Linked DNA regions of Ovis aries: region 1 is linked to region 2. The links are chromatin contacts, called in public Hi-C maps. All regions are on one chromosome and are shown on one strand. Each heading gives the region's core, a stretch centred on a gene start, on an enhancer-like site or on the middle of the called end of the contact. The rest is flanking DNA. Distances are from core to core; before and after follow the strand shown. Region 1 holds the start of CRTC2 (CREB regulated transcription coactivator 2). Region 2 holds the start of S100A6 (S100 calcium binding protein A6).

Region 1 (6,249 bases), core at 3,265-5,764, 350 kb after region 2:
GTGGGGCAGCCAAGAGGGCTGGGTACCCAGGATCATGCCTCTTTCTTTCTGATCCTTTTGATACTTGGGATCCGTGAACCCTCTCCACAAACAAACTAAGATCTGGAAATCCTCAACTTCTATCTGACAGGACAAGCTGAATAGGAATCTCAGAGCTTAGCAAATGTGCTGGGTATGAATATTAGGGATAAGATGGACAGGGGAGGGGTTTAGAATCTGAGTGCACCCACTCTTGATAGGAGGCAGCCACTTTCACCAGCCACCCTGCCCGTCTCCCCTCCCCCTCACACACACACACCCCAGCTACCATTGGTCCTGCTCTGGCTGGACAGGGAGGCTTGGCCATCCGTGTCAACATGGCCAAGACTGGACTCTGACCCATTACTCCACCTACCCCCACCCCTCCCAGCCCTGCCATTGTGGGAGGAGGTATGGCTGAAAGCCTGGCCGAGCAGGCCCAGACCCAACTCCAGCTCCAGCCAGAGACAAGTCAGAGAGTAGGCAGGAGATCCTGCCTGCCCTGGACACTGACCTCCGCCAGCTGGACTCCGGGGGAGGAGATAAATAGGCAGGACTATAGGGAGAGCTGTCAATGTGAAGAGCACCAGTTAAGGGAAAAAGTGAGGAGGGGATGAGTGGAAGAGAGACCAGATAAGAGAAAAATAATGGAGGCAGCAGATGAGTTGTTTTAAGAAACAAACACCTTTTTCTTTTCTCCTCCTCTACATGGGCAAAAATAAGGGCAAAGAATGGAAGAGAAAAAAGGGAATCGGGCCTAATGGAGTCAGAAAAAATAGATGAATGTCTAAGCAGCCTTTGGGGGAGACAGGTGGTTGTGACAGTCTCTGAGATTGAAAGCCACAAACAAATGTGAGCAGGAGGGAAGCAAAACCCTAGCAAGAGTTGTCAGGGAGCCGTGTATCTAGCAGCAAAGAGCAAGCTGAAGTCAAGAAGGTCAGCACCAGCCAGAGACGGCGGGCACAACCACAGGAGGGACAGCTCCCTGTCGCAGGAGCCAGCGCTGACACAGGGGCCAAACGTCACTTTTGAGGGAGACTGGGTAAAGAAGCTTCTGCAAAATGGGACTGGACAGCACCTCAAGTCCCTTTTCCCACCATGAGCTCCTGAGGAACCCCACCCCACCGCCCGCCAGACTGCACAGCCCCTGAAGGATATGTGGCGGGGGTAGCGGCGAAGCGGGGACACCATTCTTCGGGGATCTCGCTGCACCCGTTCCACCAGCCCGTGATGTCGAGTGCTCCGAGATGAATCCAGAGGGGAGTGGAGGGGGCTCTGCCAAAAGAGACAGGCGTGTCAATGGAGGAAGCCCCGTGAGAGCCTGCTCTCCACCCCCGACACCCCACAAGCCAGCGTCCACTCACCTGGAACTCAGCTAGGCCACAGCCAATCTGGTTCACATTGGGCAGAGAGCCACCATAGTGGGAGCTCCTTGTGTACGCCAGCCGCAGCTTTTGGGCCTGTAACTGAGACACGGAGGACAGACGGGAACGTCAGGGAGGGTCCTGAGCACTGCTCCTGTAGCCCCGTTTGCCATCCCTGTCTCCAGGACACGTTACTATTGCTGATGCTTTCAAGAGACCTGCCAGAAGAAAAGCCACCGCTGGGGGTAAGACCCACTGAGACCCAGTACAAACAATCTGCCCTAGCTCTTCTGCGGGCTGCCCCCATCCATGCTATCACTCATGCCTGGCATCACCCGGCCAGGGAGAGCCTAACACTCTACTCAGGGCCTGTCCCAGTTGGCATCAGCCTAAACACAGTTCCTGAGGGGCTGCCAGGAGCCCCCAGGCTAATCACATAGGTGAATTCCTGGGGCAGAGTGACTATTAGGCAACTCTGCTTTCTCTTCCAGATGCGTACAGGACTACCTGGAAGACAAGAGAAGGGTCACAGGTGGATGCCACAGAGCCATGACTGCCAGTCTCTTTCCTTCTTGCTCTGGAGGGTAGGCACAGGCTTTTGGGCTCTGCCATTTGCCCAGCCTCAGGAAGGCTACACAGGGCCTCCAAAAACAGAACAACTAAATGATGACTCTTCTACCCGGAAAAACAGAGCTGAGACCAATAAGCATTCTTCTACCCAGTCCTAAAGCCCCTAAATAGGCAGGGGAGCCTGCAGAATGGGGGTGTGTGGTGGGGAGAAGCAGTAGTCTACTCCAGCCTGGCCTAGAGCTATCTCCTTGGCCTCATCCCCACTTCGGGGAGAGGTGTCTGGCACTGGAGTAAGACACCACACCCCTCAGCCTGGCATGGATTTAGTCTTCCTAAAGATCTCATGTCCCTCTGTGAGAGATGAGCATCTCCTTCTGAGGCTCAGCCTCTGCCACCAGCCAAACAAGGAGACCCAAGGCAGCTGATCAGTGGTAAATTCTAAGAGCTTCCATGGCTTATGCTGGTTGTGCATAGTCCAACATCAGAACTGACTCTCTGTCCTAAGAGGTCAGTCCAGCGAGTTCAGTGGGCACTATACTGACCTTTGGTCCACTTTAGGACCACTACTCATATATATGATAACCCCAGCTTCTCAGTAGTATAGGTCCCACAGGCCCTATCTGCCTCAGATGAGACCTCCCAGCTGGCCAGATAACAGGCTGAACTCCAGGTCTCTAATCTCTAGCTTTAGGTCTCCGGGCACAGACCATGTATGCCCTAGGTTTTTTATGTGCAGAAGAGAAGTTACCCAGCAGGGCTAAGGTGAGTTGAAGGGACAGACTGAAGCACCACAAAGAAAGAAGGTCCAGCTTTTGAGCTTTTGTTTGTACATACTAGCCCTAGATCCCATCATTCCTCCGCTGGAGTCACAGTCCAGAGGGCATGGCCTCAAGCCGTCAGCTGGAGGTCAGCCTCTTGCCCACCTTCTTGTCTCTGCCCCACCTTGATCAAAAGCTCCTAAAGGGGAGCAGACAACAGTCAGATCATGAGTCTCATAACAGTGAGAGGGGATTATGTGCAAACACACATAATTTACTTCCCCATCTAACTTTCTCTGATTCCCCAAAACTAGGACACATGGTCTCTAGAGACTCAGAAAAAAAAGTAAAAAAGCACAAAAAAGACTAACAGAGGTAACGGAGACACACAGACAAATACAACCAGAGTCCCAGTCACAGACAGATTCAATCAAAGGCAGTCAGACCAGCAGAAAGAACTTTGAAATGTGGTATTCATGTTCGGCCATCCATCAAGCTTTACATTCCTTCTAACTTCCGGCCAGGAGGGATCACTGCAATATCCTCACCTGCTGTTTGAGAATAATGTGTCCCTAAATTAGGACTGCATACCAGCTGGGCAAACTCCCACCCCACCTCTCCCTGACATCCAGCCATGGGAAGCAAGACACCAAGATCGGGGTGGCAGGGGTCTAGGTAGCTTCAGAAGCAATTCTGCCAGGATGCTTTATTTCTGGAACTGCGTAGGAATGAATATTTCCTCCCTACAGAAGACCCTCCAAGCACCCCATAACTAACCCCCCAAACGCCCATCTCCCTAGAAAGTTCAGCAAAGCATCGGTTCCACATAACTGATAGCTTACTGGTTACCTACCCCCTTTCGAGATCCAAAGCCCTCTCTCTCCTCCAAGGCGACCAGGGCAAAATACCAAGCACCAGTCTGTGAGCAATGGACCTCACCTTCATTCACGTCAGGAAACCACAAGAAGTATTTGAAAAAGGAAGCAAAGGGACGGGACGCAGGAGGGGACTTCCTGCCCCACTATACCCAGTTCAAACCACTCATGGGGCCCTTTCCCGGAGACACTAAGTGCCGAGAGTAGCGCAACAAGGCAGAGAGACCATATAAGAGGAGATCACCAATTCAGAGAAGCCAGACTAGGGCGAGCAGGCCAACCCCCCACCCCGCCCCGTAACCCAATATCGAAGATGCTGAGTCCCTCAGAGATGCACAAGGACCACCCACCTCCTAACTCCTCAGGGTTTCGGGGACCATCTCTCCGTGTCCATTCCTGCCTCACTTACTCCGCCTTCCCAGTCGTTCCCAAACTCTCCAACCTCTCAGGAGTTTCTACCTCCTCCCGCAAAATCCGTCTTCCTGCCCTCGGACCCTCCACCCGCGCCTCCCAGACGGCGGCGCCCGCTGTCCCTGCCGCGTTCCGCCTCTTTCGCTACGGCTCCCGCCCCCGCCCCGCCTCTCGGCTCGCCGCTCTGGGACAGCTCTGCTCGGCTCCCGCTTCCCGAGGCGGCCCCTTACCCGGGTGGAGCCGATGTCCATCATCACCTCCTCGAAGGCCGCCGTCTCCTCGGCCTGACGCTGCTTCTGCAGCGCGATCTTCTCACTAAACTTACGCGGATTGGAAGCTGAGGCCGTGGCCGAACCGGGCCCGTTTGCTCCCGACGTCGCCATCTTCCTCCCCCGTCCCTCCCCGCCACCCTCCCAATACAAGCCACGGCCTCCGCCGCGGGCCCCGGCCCGGCTCTTCCAGCCGTAGCCGCCGCCGCCGCCTCAGCGAGCACCGCGAACCCGGCCCCAGCCTAGCCCTGACCTGCTGCGCGCGGGGACCGCCGGGAATTGTAGTTTGTTTACGTGACTCTTTAACAGCCTCAGTCACGCAATACGAGAGAGGAAACGGACACCATTTCCCAGCAGCCCTGTTGACTCCGGGACCCGGGGATTTTGCTCCTCCCTCTCGGTTCCTCCCTGCGTGGGGCAAACTGGGAAATGTAGTTCTATATTGGTCCAGAGCCTACAAATGCGAAGGGCGAGGGTTTAAAGAGAGTAAAGGAAAAAGGGAGGAAAAGGAAGGGGTGGAGACAGGGAGGGAAGCAGGAAGAGACAAGAGGAAAATTTTGGTCATTTTCTGGGAAAGGGACTAGAGGGGCCTGAATGAAGACAGTAAAACCAGGCATATTAAAACAGCTCTAAACATCTGAAACTCAGACTCTCTCAGATTCCCCACGTGCCCACCCCTTGCCCAAGACAAATGAATCAGATACCGAACAGATGTATAGAAACTTGTTTTATTTGGGTAACATTTCCCAAAACAGGTCAGTTAGTAAAATAGATTCTAGAGAATATGGCCCTATGCATAGCCCTCCCTCCCCCAAAAATAACCCTGGGGGTGAGCCTTCCCCTTCCCCCTTGGGATCCTCTAGTATAAAAAAAATTTTGGCAGCTCAGTGTTTATCATCTAGGCTTGGGGCACCGTGTGCATGTTCAGTACTCCTAGGGTGCAGCACAGTAATGGGGGGGGGTGGTAACTCTGCCAACATGCCCCCATCCCCAGCTCAGCAAACATTTCTACCACAGCTCACCATCTGGGACCAAAACAAGGAGAACCCTTCCACTGATGTGCTGGCCAGGGCTCAGCACCTTCACTTGTGCTTTGAGAAAGAAGGAGGGGATTTATTTGGCACTTTAAAAAGAGAGTAGTGAGCAGGACTGGAGAAGCCAGAGGAGGTACCAAAACTGGCAGGAAGAGGCCATTTGGCACTAGTCCTCTGGGAGAAGGGAAGAGGAAGATAGATATGAAAGTAGGAGCTAAGAAAAGTAGGAGGAAACCACTCCAAGTGAAAGAGGGCTGAAATGGGCTAGAACCAATAGGACTGCCAATTCAGCCTATGCCTTCTCTATGCCTCTATTCCCCCATAGCGGTTGGGTGCTCACCTCCAGCCTTACAAGTATCCACTTGTCCCTATGTGTAGTGTCTGACCCCTGATACTAGCACTCACTGTCTTCCCTAATCCTGATGTCCCTTAATCATATCTCTAGTGACTTGACCATCTTTTGTCCCTTGGGCCTGGGGGTCAGGCTCTTGTCTGCCCAATTTCCTCTCATTGGACAAACAGTCTCAAAGGCTCCAAGCCTATCTCCCAAAGAACTTTTTGGCCCTCAATACCTCCCTTCCCCACTCCTTCCTTTTCCCCACACACTGGGAGAGGGGGAGGGAGGTCAAGGGCACGTGGTACCCAACCTTCCCTGCCTGTCTTGGAGCTTTCTAGATTTGGATAAAGAGCAGGCCAGTGAGCAGGGCAAAGCCTGCTAGAAGCAGAATGACCTTGAGGATTCTCTGCTCAGAAGTGGCCAACTCCTGGGGCAGGATTTCCAGGAAGGTGATATAGAGAAAGGTGCCAGCCGCCATGCCCTCCAGCACAGACTGGGCGAGCTGGTGTAGTGGCCCAGCTGACTCTGCCAGAGCTGTACCCAGTCCAATGCCCAGGGGTGTCATGCATGAGAAGAGGATCCCACAGCCAGCCACCACCTGTGCTCGCAGGTG
Region 2 (5,870 bases), core at 2,969-5,468:
GTATGAAGCCCCCAGCTCACATCTGAACATTTCCTTCTGCTCTAAGCCCAGACCCCTGTTCCACAGCATGAGCTAAAGGCTTCACGTCCAACCTTACACCAGTTGGAAGCAAACGCAATAAAACATGACCAGTCTGTGCCTCCCCTCCACACCCAATCCCACCCCTCTGAGTAGAGCACCCGCCAAATTTCATTGTAAATCCTGCTGCCTCCCACTGCCCCCCACAAAAAAAAAAAAAAAAAAAAAAAAACCGTAACTTCAAAGCAAACAGAAGACTTGCTATTTGTTTGCGGTTTTATTTTTTAAATCTGTGTTCCTATTCCCCTCCACTACTATGGAAAGACAGATGATAAAGGACATGTCTGTTAAGGTGCGGGTGCACTGTGCGTGTTTACTGATTTCCTTCGGCCTCACGGCCTGCCCACCCACCAGAGCTCCCTGAAGACGCAGGGCTGCAGGCCTTGTCTGCGCAGCCCCTCCGCCTGCAGTGGGTCTTCACCCGCTGAAATGACCCCTCCTCCCTCTTTGTATGGTCTTCTTGGCCCTGAAATTGAGGGAGGGGAGGCAAAGGGTTCAGATTCTATTTGTCTTTGCAAACCGCCTTCCTTTCTTCGACTTGCTGGTGGTAGGCATGTCTTAGCTGAAGCTAAATTGCTTTATTCGAGGGCTGAGTTAGGTTTGCGTTTGTTCAGCCTCTGAGCCATGCCCGACTCTGCAACGCCATGGACTGCAGCACACTCCTCTGTCCTCCACTATCTCCCAGAGTTTGCTCAAACTCGTCTGTTGAGTTGGTGACACTATCCAACCATCTCATCCTCTGCCGCCCCCTTCCCCTTTTGCCTTCTTTCCCAGTATCAGGGTCTTTTTCAAAGAGTCGGCTCTTCGCGTCAGGTGGCCAAAGTACTGAAGCTTCAGCTTCAGCAACTGTCCTTCCAGTGAACATTCAGGGTTGATTTCCTTTAAGACTTGACTGGTCTGATCTTGCTGTCCAGAGGTTAGGTGCCAGGAGCCAAAAGATCACCCGGCTGGCATTCCCTGAGCGCCAAGTGGCGTGTTCTTCTTCACTGGAAGGGCTCCACCAACCACCATTGGCCCCTCCCCAGGGGCTGGAGAAAGCCAACCCCGCCGGTCTGCAGCGTCCTGCTCTCTGCCCACAAGAGGGCGCTCGCTCCACGCCCCAATATGCTGGCCTCTGGGGTTCTGGGAAGGTACCTTTCCAGGTGGTGTTGGATGCAACCAAGGCCTGGGACCTCAGGCCCTGGGTCCCTTCCTGGTTCCCAACTGTGCAAGCCACTACACCCTGCAGGGAAGGAGAGGCCACTAGAGAAGGAGGGACACCAAAAGGTAAGGCTTCCAGCCCTCTTGAGACGGTCCACTCATCCCCACCCCAAGGAGGAAGAAGACAATGCCGCAAACCTGGGCCCCAGGGAAGTGCGGAGGAAAGAGGAAGAGGAGGATATGGTTTCCCTTTGAGGTCCCCAGAGCCTACAGGGGAACTTGCCTGGGGCCCACCAGGCCTGGAGGGGACAGAACTATGACACCTGCCCCATCACCCTGAGACACAACTTACCCCCTTGCCCCCACCCTCACCCACCAAGTGAAAACACTAACGCAAACAATGAACTCAGGCAGTAATTCAGACAGTTACTCACCTTCCCTGATGGGGGCTGAGAATGAGGCTTGGCTCTGATGGAATAACCGGGGTGATTCATTCTGCTAAGGCTGTAGGGATTGGCTGGATCAATATTGACAGAAAAGCTTGAAGCCATGGTTGCCCAGCCCTGGGATCCCCACCCCATCCTGAGGACCCCCCCACTCCACCCCTTTCACGAACACCCCATGATTCACATATTGACACAGCTGCCAGCTTCTCAGACCACCACCCCTAGTACAAAGAACCCTGTCCCCTGAATGCACGGTCAGACTCCTGAAGCGTGCTTCCCCACTTCGACCACCCAGGGCATAGGCATCAGAATGGAACTCAAGCATCCAGTGTCCTGTCTGTCTGTGGTGGTCTCAACAGAATGACAGAACACTCCTTGACCAGGGGCTGGGCATGTCAGTGGCACCTCCTCTGCCCCCACTTCACTGTGGTGAGAATGTGGACCAGCCCCGCCTCCCAGCGCTTGTGACTCTTCCGCTCTGACCATACCCAGAGCAAAAATAAGTCTTCATAATCAGGGACCTTGCTAGGACCATCTCTGCTCCACTCTGGGCTCAACACAGCCTGACTCAAGCACCATTTCCTCCAAGCCCATCCCAGAACCCACTCTACTGGGGACCGCTTGGGTGTGTGTGTGTGCTAAGTCACTTCAGCCGTGTTCGACTCTTTGCAACTCCATGGACCATAGCCCGCCAGGCTCCTCTGTCCATGGGATTCTCCAGGCAAGAATACTGGAGTGGGTTGCCATGCCCTCCTCCAGAGGATCTTCCTGACCCAGGGATCAAACCCCCATCTCTCCTGTCTCCTGCACTGGCAGGCGGTTCTTTACCACTAGCACCACCAGGAAGCCTGGGGACCCCTCAAGCCTTTCCTTTAAGGCGGCTTCACCCAGAGTGGACATCTTTTCTAATCCACATCAAAGCCAGCTTATGAACTCACAGCCACTCTGTTAGGGTACATCCACCATCTTGTGAGCCTTCCCACCAGTTTTCCTGGCCTGGTGAGTCACTGAGTCACTCCCAGAGGTAACTGTAACCTTCTGATGGTTGATGCGGCATCAAGCAGAGGAGGAGACAGAAATCACTGGGAAGCCAGGACACAGGGGTAGATTTAAACAAAAAATAATCATAATTTTATCGTACAATTACCACCATTAGACAGACAGATCAGATAGAGGGCGTCTCCACCTCCCAATTTATTTTCAGTCCCGGAGAAGTTCATTGTAGCTCATAGCCAAGGCCCCCAGGAAGGTGACATATTCTTGGAAGTTCACCACCTGGTCCTTGTTCTGGTCCATTTCGTCCATTAGCTCTGCGGTTTCCGCATCCTGCATCTTTTAATGTGTCAGAATGGGAAAGCCAGACTCAATGGTGATGAGACCTTGAGTTCTCTGCATTTCCCCCTCCCAGGCAGCCTTCTCTCATACAAGTGTCTCTGTTCTCACTCGTCACCAAAGATCCAGTTCCACCTTGGGTTCACTTGGCTTTACCCCTCCTCTGTCCCTCACTCAAGGGAGGGAATACCAGGCTGAGAGTAGCCCCAGCCCCGCAGGAGTGTGAACCAACGGTAAGACATGTGGTCTAGGGCCCTGGAATGTGGACAGGGGTGAGTCAGATGCACCTGGCACCCCGTCCTCTCCCAATCCTGCTGCTAAAGAGTGGGAGGTGGGGAGAGGGGGCCTGGGAGGCTCACTCATCTCCCCAAGGGTGAGCTCCTTCTGGACAAGCTCTTTCAGCTCCTTCTTGCTCAGGGTGTTCTCGTCACCATCATGGCCGGAGTACTTGTGGCAGATGACCACCAGGAGGCTAATGGCCTGATCCAGGGGGTGTCCCCATAGCTGAAGACTGGGCTCAGAGGTGCAGGCAGCGGGACAGGTCAGCAGCCTGGGCAGCAAGGCTTTCTCACTCACCCACACACCTCAAGACCACTGTCAAGCAATCCCTTCGACTCCCTTTGGCTAGAATGAGGTGAGCCTTGATGGAGAAAGCCCAGGGCTGGAAGGGGAGGGGAGGGCAGACTCTAGGGCCAAGAGATGAGTGTCCTGCAGAGAAGGGAACCAGAGCAGAGGTGGTTCTAGGATCCTAAGAAATAAATAGGACCACAGTTGAGAACTCTCCTCTAGGGGTTCCAAGAAAGTTGAGGAGTATGCTGGGAGTGTGGGCTGGAGGCTGCACACCCAGCCGCCGTCCCCCCGCCACACACACACACACACACACACACACACACGCACACATCCTCACAGGACTACATACCGTGGCACTGACTCACCCCACGCCTGGGACGCACCCTCCTGCAGCCTCCCAGGCCCGCTGTGAGAGCTGCCCCATAGGATGCCTTAGCCCGGGGCCAGCCTGACACGGCCTGCCTCTCCCCGCCACCGGCCTACTCTGAATGCCAGCGGACCAGGGAGCGCCGGCGGCGGCCCTGGGGAGAACTCACCGCCGGTTGCAGCGAAACGAGAAGGGAGCGACCGAGCGGAAGGCTGAGTGGTCGGCCAGCCCGCCCTATAGTTGCGCCGCAGGGAAGCCGGTCAGCGAAAGCGCCCCCGCCGCCCATGTCCCCCCCACGCCCCACCCTGCAGGCTCTTTACACAGTACCCAGGCCGAACTTTGCATGTCCCCTGCCCCGGCTTTTCGGGGCTCCGTGGGGTGGGTGTGAGGGGCTTAAGGAAGACCTCCTAATCTCCCAACCTCATTTTGTCCCCCATGTCTTGATGTGACAGGGCAAGGGGAGGAGGCGGAGAACCGGGCAGCGACTGTGTGTGTGTCTGTCTGTCTGTCTGTCTGTCTGTCTGTCTGTCCGTGTAGAAGTAAGAGGGTGGCTATCCTGGGAAAACCCTCGATGAAGGATAGAAGTGACAGGGCCTCTGGAACACCCATCCCACTAGGGACAATAAATTCCTGCCGCCACCACCCCCTCCCTTCCCCCACCCCACGCCCCTCCCGAATTCCACTCGGAACCTCTTGCCCTTTAAAGTGCACGCACACCCAGGCGAGCAGAGCCCTGTGTCATTAGTTATTTACCCTCCACTGCAAAGTTTTTCAGATCCTCTCCTAAGAAAGGATTTTGCTATGGAGAAGTGGGGACAGCAGAAATCTCTGGACCCCAGAGATGATGGGGGATGGGGCTCGTTGCAAAGGGGGAAATGGAGGAGAAGGGCCTGGCCTGGAGGTCAAGGCCAGACTCTGTTTTCTTAGTGTGTTGGGGTTGGGGGGAGGGAGAGCCTCCTGTGAGCCAGGGACAAGTCATTCTGGCCTGCCCACCACTGCCCTCAGGAACCAAATCCCAGCTGCCCCCAGTGAAAGGGACAGAATAAAGGGGCAAAGTAGTGGGACAGTTAATCCCACTAGGGGACTATAGGTAGAAAAAGTATAAGAGACCCCTATGAATTGATGATTACTCAAGAAAGTGGGTTTGCTTAGCCACAAAACCAAGCAGGCTTGCTTAGCAACGAAACAATGCATCAGAAACATAAGACATAGCCCCAAACAACAAAACAGTGATGGTATGAGCCCCACATACTGCCCAGTGAGCTCAGTAAGTTAATGATCCCGAGGTCATGCTCTCTGTACACATAAAAAACAGTAATTTGTGGACCTAACTTGACCATGTAGAGACAAGAAAACTCCCTGCTCAACCCAGAGGAGGAGTTAATGATGGAAGCATGATGTCTTCTAAGAAAGACAAAGGTCTTCTCCCCCTCCTCACCTTTCCTCTGATTGTAAAATTGTAACCCAGTAAGTTCTTAGGGCCCGGTATCTCTCACTCACCCACTTGTAAACCTCACAATCGTTCTCTTCCAGTAAATCACTTCTTTTCTATCACTTAGCCTCTTGCTGAATTCTTTGCTATGCTGAGACATAAAGGGCTATGGTACCAGAGCTCTTTGGAGCTCCTGAAAAAGCACCTAAGGATTTCACCCGTGTCCTCGTTCCCTGAGCACTTTGCCTCAGCAGCTTTCTCTGCATACTTGCAGCATTCCCTCGAGACAAGCAAAAGCCTGGCCCCGCTTCCCCATTTGTGTGTGTGTGTGTGTGTGGAGGGCAAGACTACGCCTGGATAAGATTAGTCACACCCACTCTGAAAGACTCAGAACCCTAAGTCCCAGAGGCTGTCCATTTACTCAAGGAGAAACTCTGCCTGGCCCCACCCCACCCCAGCGAAGGTGGAAAAGAATCTACCAAACCAGCCCTGGACACCTGGAATG

The links. A called contact is a pair of places that touch in the nucleus more often than the background predicts.
Region 1: a contact with region 2 is called in a Hi-C map of skin fibroblasts, with 3 times the contacts expected there. The contact joins the promoter of CRTC2 here to the promoter of S100A6 in region 2. A contact is called at or near these places in 2 of 16 Hi-C or Micro-C datasets (omental adipose tissue and skin fibroblasts).

What each region holds. Positions count from the first base shown.
Region 1 is chr1:104,339,329-104,345,577 of ARS-UI_Ramb_v3.0, forward strand. It overlaps CRTC2 (CREB regulated transcription coactivator 2), which reads right to left and starts at 4,515. Exons shown (of 13, transcript XM_060414435.1): 1 at 4,227-4,515; 2 at 1,383-1,484; 3 at 1,175-1,293; 4 at 533-592. The coding sequence starts at 4,379. It overlaps SLC39A1 (solute carrier family 39 member 1), which reads right to left. Exons shown (of 3, transcript NM_001163600.1): 3 at 5,971-6,249. The coding sequence ends at 5,971.
Region 2 is chr1:103,990,554-103,996,423 of ARS-UI_Ramb_v3.0, forward strand. S100A6 (S100 calcium binding protein A6) reads right to left here and starts at 4,219. Exons shown (of 3, transcript XM_042243274.1): 1 at 4,180-4,219; 2 at 3,362-3,580; 3 at 2,830-3,001. The coding sequence starts at 4,219. The coding sequence ends at 2,865. It overlaps S100A5 (S100 calcium binding protein A5), which reads right to left. Exons shown (of 3, transcript XM_012181831.5): 3 at 5,860-5,870.